2 separate regions of the Rattus norvegicus genome follow, and region 2 is linked to region 1. The links are chromatin contacts, called in public Hi-C maps. All regions are on one chromosome and are shown on one strand. Each heading gives the region's core, a stretch centred on a gene start, on an enhancer-like site or on the middle of the called end of the contact. The rest is flanking DNA. Distances are from core to core; before and after follow the strand shown.

The links. A called contact is a pair of places that touch in the nucleus more often than the background predicts.
Region 2: a Hi-C map of liver shows a contact between it and region 1, with 7 times the contacts expected there. The contact joins the promoter of Itih1 here to the enhancer-like site in region 1. A contact is called at or near these places in 4 of 12 Hi-C or Micro-C datasets (hepatocytes, kidney and liver).

Annotation. Positions count from the first base shown.
Region 1 is chr16:6,100,560-6,107,018 of GRCr8, reverse strand. Itih4 (inter-alpha-trypsin inhibitor heavy chain 4) reads right to left here. Exons shown (of 23, transcript NM_019369.2): 21 at 5,804-5,958; 22 at 5,494-5,572; 23 at 4,857-5,073. The coding sequence ends at 5,004. Among named protein-coding and RNA genes, the nearest start is that of Itih4, 17 kb to the right of the region's middle. Within about 2 kb of position 3,033, at least 4 of the 93 cell types and tissues checked have an H3K27ac peak or open chromatin away from gene starts, as enhancers often do. A contact at or near this core is called in liver, where this site is marked.
Region 2 is chr16:6,138,059-6,144,506 of GRCr8, reverse strand. It overlaps Itih1 (inter-alpha trypsin inhibitor, heavy chain 1), which reads left to right and starts at 1,694. Exons shown (of 22, transcript NM_001107291.2): 1 at 1,694-1,803; 2 at 2,072-2,092; 3 at 2,523-2,689; 4 at 3,100-3,204; 5 at 3,554-3,716; 6 at 4,232-4,345. The coding sequence starts at 1,705.

The sequences.
Region 1 (6,459 bases), core at 1,784-4,283:
TGAGCTAAATCCCCAACCCCCATTACCTCTTAATAGCGCTGTAGGCTGGTGACCAAGCTTTAAGCACATAGGCTTTTGGTGACACTCCAGATGTAAAATGACACCACTTATCTATTCAACTACCCACCCGGCTGCCCACCCACCCACTCCACTACATGCACCCAGCTGCCGCCCTTGGAGTCAGCAGGCAGGCGCGATATCCACGGCCAGGATCTGAGGCAGAGTGTATGTAACACAGTTCATATCTTCACAACCGCCACAGTTTGCCTTCAGAAGGGCCAGAATTCACCGGATCCTCCTGTCACCTCATGATGGCCACTTTCTCTCTTCCAACAAACCCGGGGTGTGTTAGAGAGACAGAGGGGTCCCTACAGAGGGACCTGAAGATAATCTCCAGCCTGAGTGTTTTGGCTTCTATGCGGCTTTGCGTAGAGCACAGCTAACTCTCGCTGTACCTCAATCTGTGCACTTGGACACCCCTTCATCCCTCTGTGTACTACCACATCCCCCTTCATCGCTCTTGGGACAAGAGGCCTTCTGTCCTCTCTACTTTCTGTCCATACGCCATGTGTTTCTCTGCACCATTCAGCTTCCAGATACCCAAGCTGCTTCTGTCATGTGATCATCCTTCCTGGATCCTTTGCTTCTTCAGCTGTCTCTGACTGAGGGCCTAAGGGATGCTGAGCAGAAGATTCTTGAGAAGGAAGTGGTGGGTAGCTTGCTAGATGTCTGAGCAGAGAGTTCAATAAAGCTAGAATTAGGAATCAAACCTGGGACCATATTGAATGCAGGGTGCATGCACGTGTTTGTGGATATGTGTGTGGGAGGGCTAGCATGTGGCTATGGGTCACAAGAATTGTCATACCTGCCACTACAGAAGGTCTATAGACACTCCCCACTGCTGACATCACAGCTGGCTTTCCAGTGCTCAGACTGGCCAAGGGCCTGGAGGGGAAGGAAGGGGACTCCTGGTCTAGAGAGAGAGGTAGCATGAGACTTGACTTCCAAACTGAAGGCCTTTCCCTGATCCTGGGGAATGTGGGAAGCAGGCTGGAGAATTAACGCAGCCCAAATTCTGCCCCTCCCCCAACACACAAGTAGGGAGGCACCTCCACTCGGGAAGACATTAGGCTGGCTGTTTTCTCCCTTCTCCCACAGTGCCTCAGATCCTCTGTTCTTGCTGAGAGCCAGACATCGGACATAGGCCTTGCTCAGGTGAAGGGAGCGCTGCCTGGGCTGCCCTTTCCTCACCTACAGCACCCTTGTTTCTCTTCCCTCAGTTCAGTGTTCGTTCTCTAGGCCAGGCTCCTGCTGCCCCCTGTTCATGGGTGTCCTTGTTGTACTTACTCAGAGTGACCTCCCCTTTGTCCTTCAGAACCACCTCTAAGCCTTTCTCATCCAGGGTGAGCAAGTGTCCGTCAATTTTGTCACCTTGATAGAATCAGGGTCACCTGTGGGTGGAGCCTAAGGGAGGACTTCAGACTTGTTCCCGTGAGGGATTTTATTAACTGGGATAATGGAAGGGGCAGACACAGCCTGGATGTAGGCAGCAGTATTTCTTGGGCTGGGCCCTGAACTGAAAAGGACAGCAGGGACCAGGTGAGCATTGGTGTGAATGCGTTAACCTAAGGTTCTCCGATCTACAGTGTGGATTTGACGTGGAGATGATCCATGCAAGACGATCTGGCTAATTAAGCCAAATAAATGCATATAGATAATTTCATTAGCCGGTGTTCAAAAGCAGGCTCATGTCTCTTGGTATCAAAGATTGGAGGTACAGCAGTTTAAAAGACAAAAACCACAGTTACATCAGTGCTTAGGGGAAGTCGAAGTGACATCTGTCATTTTGCAGAGCTTAGCAGTATTTTCCAGAGAGCACAAGACAATTACCTCTGATTTACGCTTCCTCTTAGCTATTTTAGTTTTGTGTTTTAGCTTGTTCAAACATCAGTTATTCTAGTTAATATGTCTGGACCATGATTGGGGTCATAGACAGTCCCAAAAGATTTACTAAGGCAGATGTGGCTATTGGGGGTACTGATGTGTGTGTGTGTGTGTGTGTGTGTGTGTGTGTGTGTGTGTTTGTGTGTGTGTGTGTGTTTGTGTCACGTTCCTGCTGCCTTAACTCCCACAGTGATGGACTTTGTAACATGAAATCACCACAGACACCTTCATCTCTTATGTTAATATTTGTCAAAGTATTTCGTCATGACATCACGGAACAGAATGAAGATAGCTCTCAGGGTAATCCAGCCCTTGCCCAGGGCCAAGAGCAGCCAGTGGGTAGAAAAGTGAAGGTTAGCGGTTCACTGTCCTGCAGGTGCTGCCCAGCACTGACTCCTGGGCCAGCCCAGCTGGTTGTGTTCCAGAAGGGTGAACTTGGGCCAGGCAGGCTCACCTGTCCTTAGTTCCAGAGGAAGTCCCTCGTTCAGGGCTGCTTTCTTGTCTAATGGTGTTCTGGCACGAGGTCCCCTGCCAGGGTGGCTAGGCGGAGGAACCTCAGTGCAAGATGCATTCTCACACATTGGGCAAGGCTGCCGGAAGTTCATCCACTGGCCTGATCATCCCTCATTCTTCTAGGAAGACTCATCCACCCAACACCCTCCACTGCTCAAGAGCTGGCACAGACTGTCTTTTTAATGATCTGGTCTGCTTTCCCTAACAGGCAAGTGGGCTAGCTCACTTCGTGTTTCATCCTGGCTACCAAGGAGAGGGAGCTTCCTGGCCAGCTGCTTCGGCAGTGTCCTCTATTTTGGCGGCTGATTTGACCCTCCGACTGCTTGGCTCTTTTATTCCAATACTCATGGTTTGATTCTCCGTACAGTATCTGTCTGTAAGCCACAGATTGTAAGCCCCCTTTTTTCTCAAGTAGGTTGTTGTAGGAGTCCAGTTGTCCCTTGGTATTCATGGAGGATTGGTTTCAAGAACCCCACGGATACCGAAATTCCATAGATGTTCAAGTCCCTTATGTAAACCCTGTTGTATTCACATACAACCCGCTCAGATCCTCTTGTGCTCTTTAAACCATCTGCAGGGCCCATATAATACCCAACCGTGTTAGACAACGTTAGGAAGGAGCAGAGTAGAGGAAACTTCTGTACCAGCTCAGTACGGCGGCAGCTTTCGGGAATAGTTTCAACCCACAGTTGGTTGAGTCGATAGATGAAGAAACTCTGGATTCAGGCTTCTTTCTTTCTTTCTTTCTTTCTTTCTTTCTTTCTTTCTTTCTTTCTTCCTTTCTTCCTTCCTTCTTTCCTTCCTTCCTTCCTTCCTTCCTTCCCTCCTCCTCCTCCTTCTTCTTTTTGATATGGGATCTATGTAGCCCTGGCTGGCCTTGAACTCACAGAGATCTGCCTGCCTCTGCCTGCCAAGTGCTGGGATTGAAGTTGTGTGCCACGAAGCCCAGCGTTAGAATACAAACTTAAAGAAATATTTCAGGTGGAATCTCCAGGGTGCTTAACTCTGTGAAATGCTCTGTCTGGGAGCTGGACTAGGTGTTGTGAAGGTATTTCCTCAGAAGCGAAGTATCCCTCACCCCCACCTGAAGGGAAGAAGGTTAAGGGAGGAGGGAGGAGGGAGGAAGAGAGAGGAGGGAGGAGGGAAAAGGGAGGAGGGAGGAGTAAAAGATTAGGAAGCTCAGAAAGCAATAATCTTTTCCAAGCTGAAATTGCCAGGGGAGGGGACTCTGGTAAAACTGTCTGCAAGCTGTGCAAGACGTCCCCAGTGTATAAATTTCTCGTTCTCTCTGCTTCCTCCTCTCCCTCCTTTTCTTCCTCCTCTTCCTCTTCTTCCTCTTCCTCCTCTTCTTCTTCCCCTTCATCTTCCTCCCCTCCCCCTCTCTTCCTTTCTTTCTACTGTGTGCTGCTGACTGGATTGGAACTCCACGTGCAGACTGGTCTGACCTTGAACTCACAGAGCTCTGTTGCTTCTGCCTCCTGAGAACCAGGGTCAAAGGCATGTGACATCACGTCTGATTCTTTCTCTTATTTTTTTTTTAAAAAAAGGGTTCAGTATTTTATCTTTCACTTACTTCTAACATGTAATTTATTTTCTTTTGTGTGTGGGGGAGCCTTGCCTGCGTGTACCTCCGTGTACCATTTGTACACGGGCAAGAAGAGGCCATCAGATCACTAGAGATGGCATTACAGACAGTTGTGAGGCACCACGTGAGGGCTAGGAATCCAACCTGGGACGCCTAGAGGAGCAGCCAATGATCTTGACTGCTAAGCCATCTTTTCAGCCCCTTAGGACGTTTTCTTTGGGGCCGGTTCTGGGACCCGAACTCTGGGCCTCTGTGAGCAGCAAGTGCACTTAACCACTGGCCAGCCCTGCAGCCACCAGGGATGCAACTTTCAAGAGTCATTTCCCATGATGACTCACTGTCTTTGAGTCACTCATGCTCTTGTATGGAGCTCCCCTCCGTGATCCTGTAAGTACTCAATAAACACACGGCTTTACCAACTGGCCTGGGGTGGAATCCTTTCTTTGACCTGTTGTTGGTGCCCTCTCCAGGATGAAAAGACATCCATTCACTTCTCTTCAAGAAAAAGATGTCATACAGTTTACCCTGTTTGAGTCAAAGCTGGTTTTCATGGTCCAGCCAACCGCAGAGCACCCAGAGCCCTGTTCTCTCGGGAGAGTGCTCTGAGGCCTTCACTCGGTGCTGCACTGACATTTTGAATAGCTGGTTTTAGATTCCTGTGACAAAGACAAGGATGGGGTGAAAACTGTCTGTGGGCTTCCCTGGCCCCACCAGTTTTGGAAGAGTCCAATGCTCTTTGAGACAAAATACACAGGCTGGGACCCTAAGTCCTGCAGGACTGGCCACATAGAATCATGACAGCAAACTCCCTGGGTTCACATCACCCTTCTTTATTTGTAACAAGAGAGCATCCTCTTCCCCATCAAGGTCTAGGCCTCACAGGCGGCCCTGTTGGCACACAGTGTCATCCGCCTGCATACGAGGACAACATGGCAGGTAGCAAACAATGCTCCTGTCAGTTCTATATCTTCACCGTCCAGCAGGAAATCTCTGTTCCCGGGAACCCGTCTTGATAACTCAACTTGAGCTCTCTAGGGTAGGAAGACAACAGAGAAAACATAGGCAGGCTGTCAACCAACCTCAGGTAAGACTAAAGAGATGGGGGTGAGGTGGGGGCGGCTGAAAACTGGAGCATGGAGTGTAGGGTGCCTCGAAGCCCCCCAGAATTCTCTCTGATACAGGTCAGGAAGGCCCAGTTGCCCAAGGACTATTCAAGAGGATTATTTGTGATGTCTTCTGGATCCAGGACTTTAGAAGTTTGAAAGGAGTAAGGAAACAATGGCGTCCACAACCTGGTGTCCCAGCTGACCATTCTTTGTGGGGGAAGGCATCCTTTCATCTGTTCTTAGTTCACAAGCATGGACAGGAGTAGGGTTCTGTAGATCCCAGCTCTCACCCTCTTAATCCCTACCCCACCATAGCCGGGCCCAGCAGTCTGTCTGTGCAGTTACCTGGTAGCCGGGTAGTCGATTCCTAGAACTCTGACTGTCTGTTTTGTATCATCCCAGATGATATCCTGGTAAAACTGACCTGAGATAAAGGGTAGGTTGGTGAGGGTTAAGAACAGAGAGGGAGGGGGTTGGGGATTTAGCTCAGTGGTAGAGCGCTTGCCTAGGAAGCGCAAGGCCCTGGGTTCGGTCCCCAGCTCCGAAAAAAAGAACCAAAAAAAAAAAAGAACAGAGAGGGAGATGGGCAGAAGCGAGTGACCCAGTCTGTGCCTGGTCGGTCACAGCTGGTTTTTAAGGGCAAGTGACGTCGTACCAAGCTCCCCTGTAATGTCGTTGGAGAAGTGATGAGTGTCATTCAAAAGCAGCATGAGTCCTCTCTGAGGGTCATCCAGAGACAAGAGGCTGATGGTGACTTTGTCTGGGCCACTGAGCTGTAGCAGTCCCGTCTTATCCATGGTCATCTTTAAGCTGCAGAGAAACACCAAATCCTTACCAGGAAGGCAGAGACCTTCATGGTGGAGTCTCAGTAGGCTGGGTCCCAGCAGCAGGGTAGGGCGTCTACTCTTGACCAGGAAGTCATTGTGTAGCTTTAGGCAAAGAGTCCCTTCAGTCTTTTAGGCTCAGCTACCCCGCTGGCAAGAGAGCACTAAAGCAAGCTCTCATTTGTAAAAGAGAATGAAGAGTCCCTGGCTCCGGTTTTAAGTTTACTTTCTCATGAGCGAATTTTATATTTTATTGGGGGTGATGATACTAGTCACCGTCACTTTGACCGGACTGAGAAGCATCTGGAATATTAATAGAAGTCATCTCTGGATATGTTTGGAGGTTAAGTGATGGGGGAACTGTCCTGACCCCGGGTCACACTATCCCACACATTGCGAGTGAACAGCATAAAAGGCAGGAAGAGATTCTCTTTGTTTCAGGTTCTCTCTGCTCAGCCATGCCCTCTGCCCTGACGGACCGAGGCCT
Region 2 (6,448 bases), core at 445-2,944, 39 kb before region 1:
TACCGTTACGTGACGGGCGTTGGGGAGAGACCCAAGTTCAAGTGTGGCCACCGCACAGACACATAAATAGAACCTAGGCAATAAAGAGCAACCACACAAGGCTTCCAGGGGCCTTGATTCTAAAAAGCTGCCGCCATGGGTGCCTTCCATGCTGACGGCCTGACAGCCCGGTGGAAGCAAGACAAAGCTGACTTCTGTTTTTCTTTCCAAAACTGGCAAGGTCAGCGAGATGATGACCTGGGGCACAGGTCACCGCTGTGCTTCCCCCAAGCTTCGTGCTCCGTCAGAACCAAATGTGTACCCGGGTGCCGCAGCTCCTGATCATATCTGTGGCCAAAGCATGACCGAAAAGCTTCATTAAGGTTAGAAATCCTATTTTATCCCCTCCGACTTTTTGCCAGGATCAACCATATGAGACCGGGGCCGCCTGGTACTAGAGCCAGGAGATGAAGCATTCGAGGGCTTCGCAGTCCTTCTTGACAGACTGCAGATGCATACGCAAGGGCAACTTCGTGTCTGGCAGGGACTTCCCACGACCCTGAGCTACCTGCTCACGAGAAGAAAGTATTCACTGGCCTATTTGTAAAGCATTACTTACTTTCCCTACGTGTGAGCCTATGCAGTACCCACAGAAACCTCAAGAGGGTGTCGATCCCCTGTAGCTAGAGATACAGGGGACCACAAACCGTCCAACACAGGGACTGGAAACTAAAGCTGAGTCCCCTGGAAAGGCAGCAAACACTCTGAGCTGCTGGTCCAGCTCAGCACCTTCCCTTGCCCCTGTTTAAAGACAAGATCTCATAGAGCCCAACTGGTTTCCCTCTGTAGCGGAGGCTTGCCTTGAACTCCTCATCTTCCTCCCTAATGTTAGGATTGTAAGTGTGCACCATCAAGCCCAGTTGCCATTAAAACTGTTGCTTTTTCTCTCCGTGTCTCTCCATCTCTCTCTCTCTCTCTCTCTCTCTTTCTCTCTCTCTTTCTGTGTGTGTGTGCGTGTGTGTCTGTCTGTCTGTCTGTCTCTGTGTCTGTGTCTTGTGTCTGTGTGTCTATGTCTCTGTGTGTGTCTGTCTGTCTGTCTCTGTGTCTGTGTCTTGTGTCTCTGTGTCTGTGTCTTGTGTCTGTGTGTCTATGTCTCTGTGTGTGTGTGTCTGTCTGTCTCTGTCTGTGTCTTGTGTCTGTGTGTCTATGTCTCTGTGTGTGTGTGTCTGTCTGTCTGTCTCTCTGTGTGTGTCTGTGTATCTATGTGTCTTGTGTCTGTCTGTGTGTCTGTGTGTCTGTCTCTCTCTCCCCTCCCCCCCTCTCTGTATAAGTAGATGCATGTCACAATCCACAGGTGGAGGTCGGTCAGAGGACAACTTGAGAGAGTTAGTTCTTTCCTTCAACCATGTGGGTTCTAAGATTCAAACTCAGGTCATCAGGCTTTGTGGTAAATTCCTTTACCTGCTGAGCTATTACCCCAGACCAGCAAAAGTAACACGTTGATTTTTTTCTTTATCATATTTATGTATATTGTCCTAGGAATTAAATCCAGAGCTTTGTGCATGCCGTCTACCAATGAGCTACAGAGCTAGCTCATTGCCAAGTTTTGATTCCCTAAATCCTGCTATTTGCCTCCGCTGTGTCTAATGTTTAAACTGTGTTTGTCCAGCACAGTATTAACTAATGGTCTGGGGAAAGTGACCAGGAAGCGAGAGCCTGGAGACCATGGATGGTGTCACAGGACTACGGGTGCTGCTGTGTCTCCTCACTCTGCAGACCATGCCTGCTCTGGGCTTGGCAACAGGCAGACCCAGGGGCAATGAGGTATGTGACTAAGCCCTTAAGCATAGACAGGCCTGCCTAGGCCCTGGGGCTGCAGAAGACCCTGCATCAGGGACATGAGCTCCCCACTCCCACCCCCACACCCCTCAACCCCCTCCCACCGGATCATTTCTGCCTGAAGAGAGAGCTTCCCAGCAGCAGGAGGGAAGCGGAGGAGTAGAGAACACAGACCCCATTCCCACCCCTTAATAAATGGATCAGGGTCCCTGAGCTTCCCCACTCACACTCGGCTGTGGTTTTGTTTTTGCAGAAGCGACAGGCTGTGGACACAGTAAGTTGAAGTCTTGGCAAAGGGGTCTGAGATGGGGCCCTTTCTGCAGGTTTGCTTTCTCTCACCCCTCTCTCAGTGCAAGAGGCAGGGGTCCCATCGCTTGAAATGTGACTGCTCACCTCATGTCTCCAGCAAAGAAAGGGGGTCTTCTTGGGAAGACTGCTATATTCTTCAGGAATCTGGGCGCCTTACTCTGGAGTGGGAAAAATCCCTTCTTCTTCTTCTTCTTCTTCTTCTTCTTCTTCTTCTTCTTCTTCTTCTTCTTCTTCTTCTTCTTCTTCTTTTTCTTCTTCTTCTTCTCTTCCTCCTCCTCTCCTCTTCCTCCTCCTCCCCTCTTCCTCCTCTTCTTCCTCTTCCTCCTCCTCCTCTTCCTCCTCCTTTTTCTTCTTCCTCTTATTGTTATTGTTGTTATTATTATTATTTACTTCAGACAGTCAATGGTGTGTCCATCAGGAGCTTGAAAGTCAATTGCAAAGTCACCTCTCGCTTTGCCCACTACGTCATCACCAGTCAAGTGGTCAACAGTGCTAACAAAGCCAGGGAAGTGGCTTTTGATGTGGAAATCCCCAAGACAGCCTTCATCAGTGACTTTGCCATGTGCGTGCATGCCCTACCTAACTCCTACACTCTACTCTGGTGGTGTCCATTCACCTGTTCAGCCTGAGGCCAGAGTACCCAGATCTCACTTGGGTCGTGGTCAGCACAGCTTAGAGGGGCAGGAGGAAAGAGGTCCCTCAGAGTTATCACCTCCCACCTTATACAGAAAATCTGGACTGCTTGTTCTCAAAGCTTTTGACCTGAGGAGCAGAGCCAGAGTGCGATGTGGCCTCTGTGACCATGGTTATCTACTGACTTCCCATGGGCCCTCTGAGCAGGGAAAGCAGAGGCAGCGGACAGCAGAGACTCCCTTTTCAAGGAGTTGTGTGGACAGGGTCTTAGGCTCAGAGGACAACCGAGAGGCAGTGAAGTCAGGTCACCACCACTGGGGATTTTTCCTTTTCGTGCAGAACAGCAGATGGGAATGCATTCATTGGGGACATAAAGGACAAAGTGACTGCATGGAAGCAATACCGGAAGGCAGCCATTTCAGGAGAGAATGCTGGCCTTGTCAGGTAAATTCCAGGCCTTAGTGGCCAAGCCTCCAGGACTCTCCCTTCTGCCCATTCAGGATAGAGCTAGGGACTGTGAGATGCTATTGGGTAGGGAGCATCTCCAGGAGGAGAGAAGCTTGAACAAACCTGTCTTAGCTGGCATCTAGGGCTAGGGTTGGGCACCCTTGATCTTCTTCTGTCTTGTGGAGAAATGGGTGTCATCCTTGAGCTCCAGCCTTCACTGTCCAGTTGAGGTCATCTTGGGGGATGGTGTGATAATAAGAGAAACTGGTTCTGAGGGACATGCTTTAGGTGTCAAAACAACACACGTCACCCCTTTGCCTATTGTGGCCTCTGGTGACATGTCCAGGGCCTCGGGAAGAAATATGGAGCAGTTTACCATCCACATCACTGTTGGAGCCCAGAGCAAGGCCACGTTCCAGCTCACCTATGAGGAGGTACTAAAGAGGAGACTTACGCAGTATGACATCGTCATCAAAGTGAGACCGAAGCAGCTGGTACACCATTTTGAGGTACTTTGCAAGTCCCCAGGCAGGACTCTTCTCTTTCTCCTCCCCACTCCCAACCCCAACCTCCACTGTGGCTTCCAGCACCGCTTCAGCCTTCTCCCTCAGCCCAGACCCGAAAATACAAAGAGTGAGACTGGGTCCTCAGAGTGGGTTCCTGTGGGCTCTTCCCGGGCAGGAAGCCCCCTGAACCTCCCAGCTTTACTGTCATCCATGGCACCCCAATAATGTATCTACTAAATACACCCCCTGGGTTTTCCAGGACTGCCACCAGATTACAAAAAAAAAAAAAAAAATACTGACAACTGTGTATCAGTCAGCATGAGGGGCGAGGCTGGAGTGTTCAGGCATGTGCAAGCATCTTTCAGTCAGTATTTCCGGACTGCCTAAGATGAGCCAGGCCCTGCTAAGGACTGGGGGATAGTGCACACAGTGGGAGAAGGCAGCTCCACAGGGCTCTTGGCTGAAATTTGGTGCTAGTCCAAGTGGGCCTTAGCTCAGGACTGTCTTCCACGGTGCAGATTGATGTGGACATCTTTGAGCCGCAGGGGATCAGCAGGCTGGATGCTCAAGCCTCCTTCCTCAGCAAGGAACTGGCTGCTCAAACCATCAAGAAGTCTTTCTCGGGGAAGAAGGTATGTGAAGAACAAGCGGTGGGGAATGGACTCTTAGAGGCTTCTCCGCTCAGCTCAGCCTTTATGAACTATCCAGGCTGGGCACGGGAGCAGGCAGTGTAGGTAGGCTGCCACGCCGAGTTATTAGCCAGACTTTCCATCAACTGTGGCAAATAATGGAGAGAAACCGTTTCAAGGAAGAGGGATTTATTTGGGCTCATGGTTTCTGAGCGCTCAATCCATGGTCAGCTTGTTCCATTGCTTCTGGAACACGGCAAACGAACATCATGGCAGAAAAAAATGCATGCAGGAATAGAGGTTGTTCAGCTTATGCAGTCAGGAAGCAGAGGGAGAGAGAGAGAGAGAGAGAGAGAGAGAGAGAGAGAGAGAGAGAGAGAGAGAGGAGAGCGAGCGAGCGAGCTTAACTTTCAAAGGCACCTCTCCAGTCGACTTCTTCCAACCTAGCTTCACTTTTCTCAGTTCAACCACAAACCTAGAGTCTATTTAGTTCTTTTAATTTTGTTATATTTTATCGAGGAAGGGCCTTATCATCCGGCTTAGACTGTCCTTAACCAAATAATCCTCCTGGCTCACCCTCCCATGTGCTGGGATCACAGGTGTGATCCACCACTCTGGGTAATCTATTCACGCTCTGGGTTCATCAGTGGATTAGCCAGTCTGACGATGGAGGCAGTGCGTCATGATCCAGTCGCTCCCTCAAAGCCAGACCTTGGAACCCTGCTTGCACCAGGGACCAAGCCTTCAATACACTCTCCTTCATTAAGACTCTCCATACCCAAACTGTAGCGGGTGGTGGACGTATCCAGCTGAAATCTCAGAAGCGTTCTAGCCTCCTGCTTCAGCCAAGTCTGATCTGAGGTAGGAAAGAACTTGTCTCAGCAACCTGCTGTGTCCTGACCACTTGTACCAGCTTCATCTTTGTCCGTGGAAGATCACTTGGACACTTAAAACAACCCTTAGCTTTTTGTTTTGTTATTTGTTTTTGACACACAGGTTTGGAATGGTCTGTGACCTATCCGAGAACTTATCACTTGCCACCCCAGAAGTCTTGTTCTTGACCCACTATGGGGCCTTGCAAACGCCCTGCTTCCCAACTGGCCCTTAACCCAGGCCAAGAGCAACCTTCAGCTCTCTCACCCTTTGTGCAGGGACTCCACAAGTCACTGAAAAGAGTGTCTCTTACAGTTCATTGGGATTGCCTTTAGTTTTCGTTATTCAAAAGTTATTATTAATTATTATTATGTGTGCGCAAGCACGCCACACGTATGTGTTTGGAGTGATGAGGACGGCTCTGCGGATCACTTGTCTTCCACCTGTCAGCGGGTTCTGAGGCTCAGAATCAGCCATCAGTAAGCACTTTACCTGCTGAACCGCTCCCCAAATCCAGAATGCCTTTTAAACTAAGCCAGACACCTCGAAATGCTAGCAAACTTATTTTCCAGAGGGTCGGGGATGGGTCGTCTGTCTAACAGTCATTGTCAGGTCTTTCTTTTGTAAAAGATGAACATATCTTATTATCACAAGCTAATTAACCTTTAAAATCCTTTAAAGAAAACATAGAAAGTACAGAAATAGAGAAAGTGGTGAGTCACTCGTAGCTTCTGTGAATGCCAATACCACTCGACTAGATGACATCATCTTCCTGGGCCTTCCCTCTCCTTTCTAGTTTTTTGCCAATCAAATGACTGAGGGTTGTTGTTGTTTTATTTTGTTCTTTTCCCATGCACAAAGCTGTGTCTTACTTGTTTTTAAAGACCATATTCATTATATCATTGTGTAGCCCAGGCTGGCCTCGAACTAGAGATTCTCTTGTCTCAGCCACTTGAATGCTGGGATCACAGGATCATGGACATTGCTATCATGATGGCTTACAGCCTTTAACCCTACAGTTCCAGGTGGCTGATACCTTTTACACTAGCATACTGGTATTATTTCAATCCTAAATGCTGGTGATTATTACAGAAATCCCAACTATTCAGGAGCAAAAAACAATAGTCTTTTCTCTTACTACAGACGAGTATACACACTCAAACCTAGAAGGATGGCCTACTGGGCTTACTCCTATGCCTGTGGACAAACCCATTCAGGTGTATACACACACAT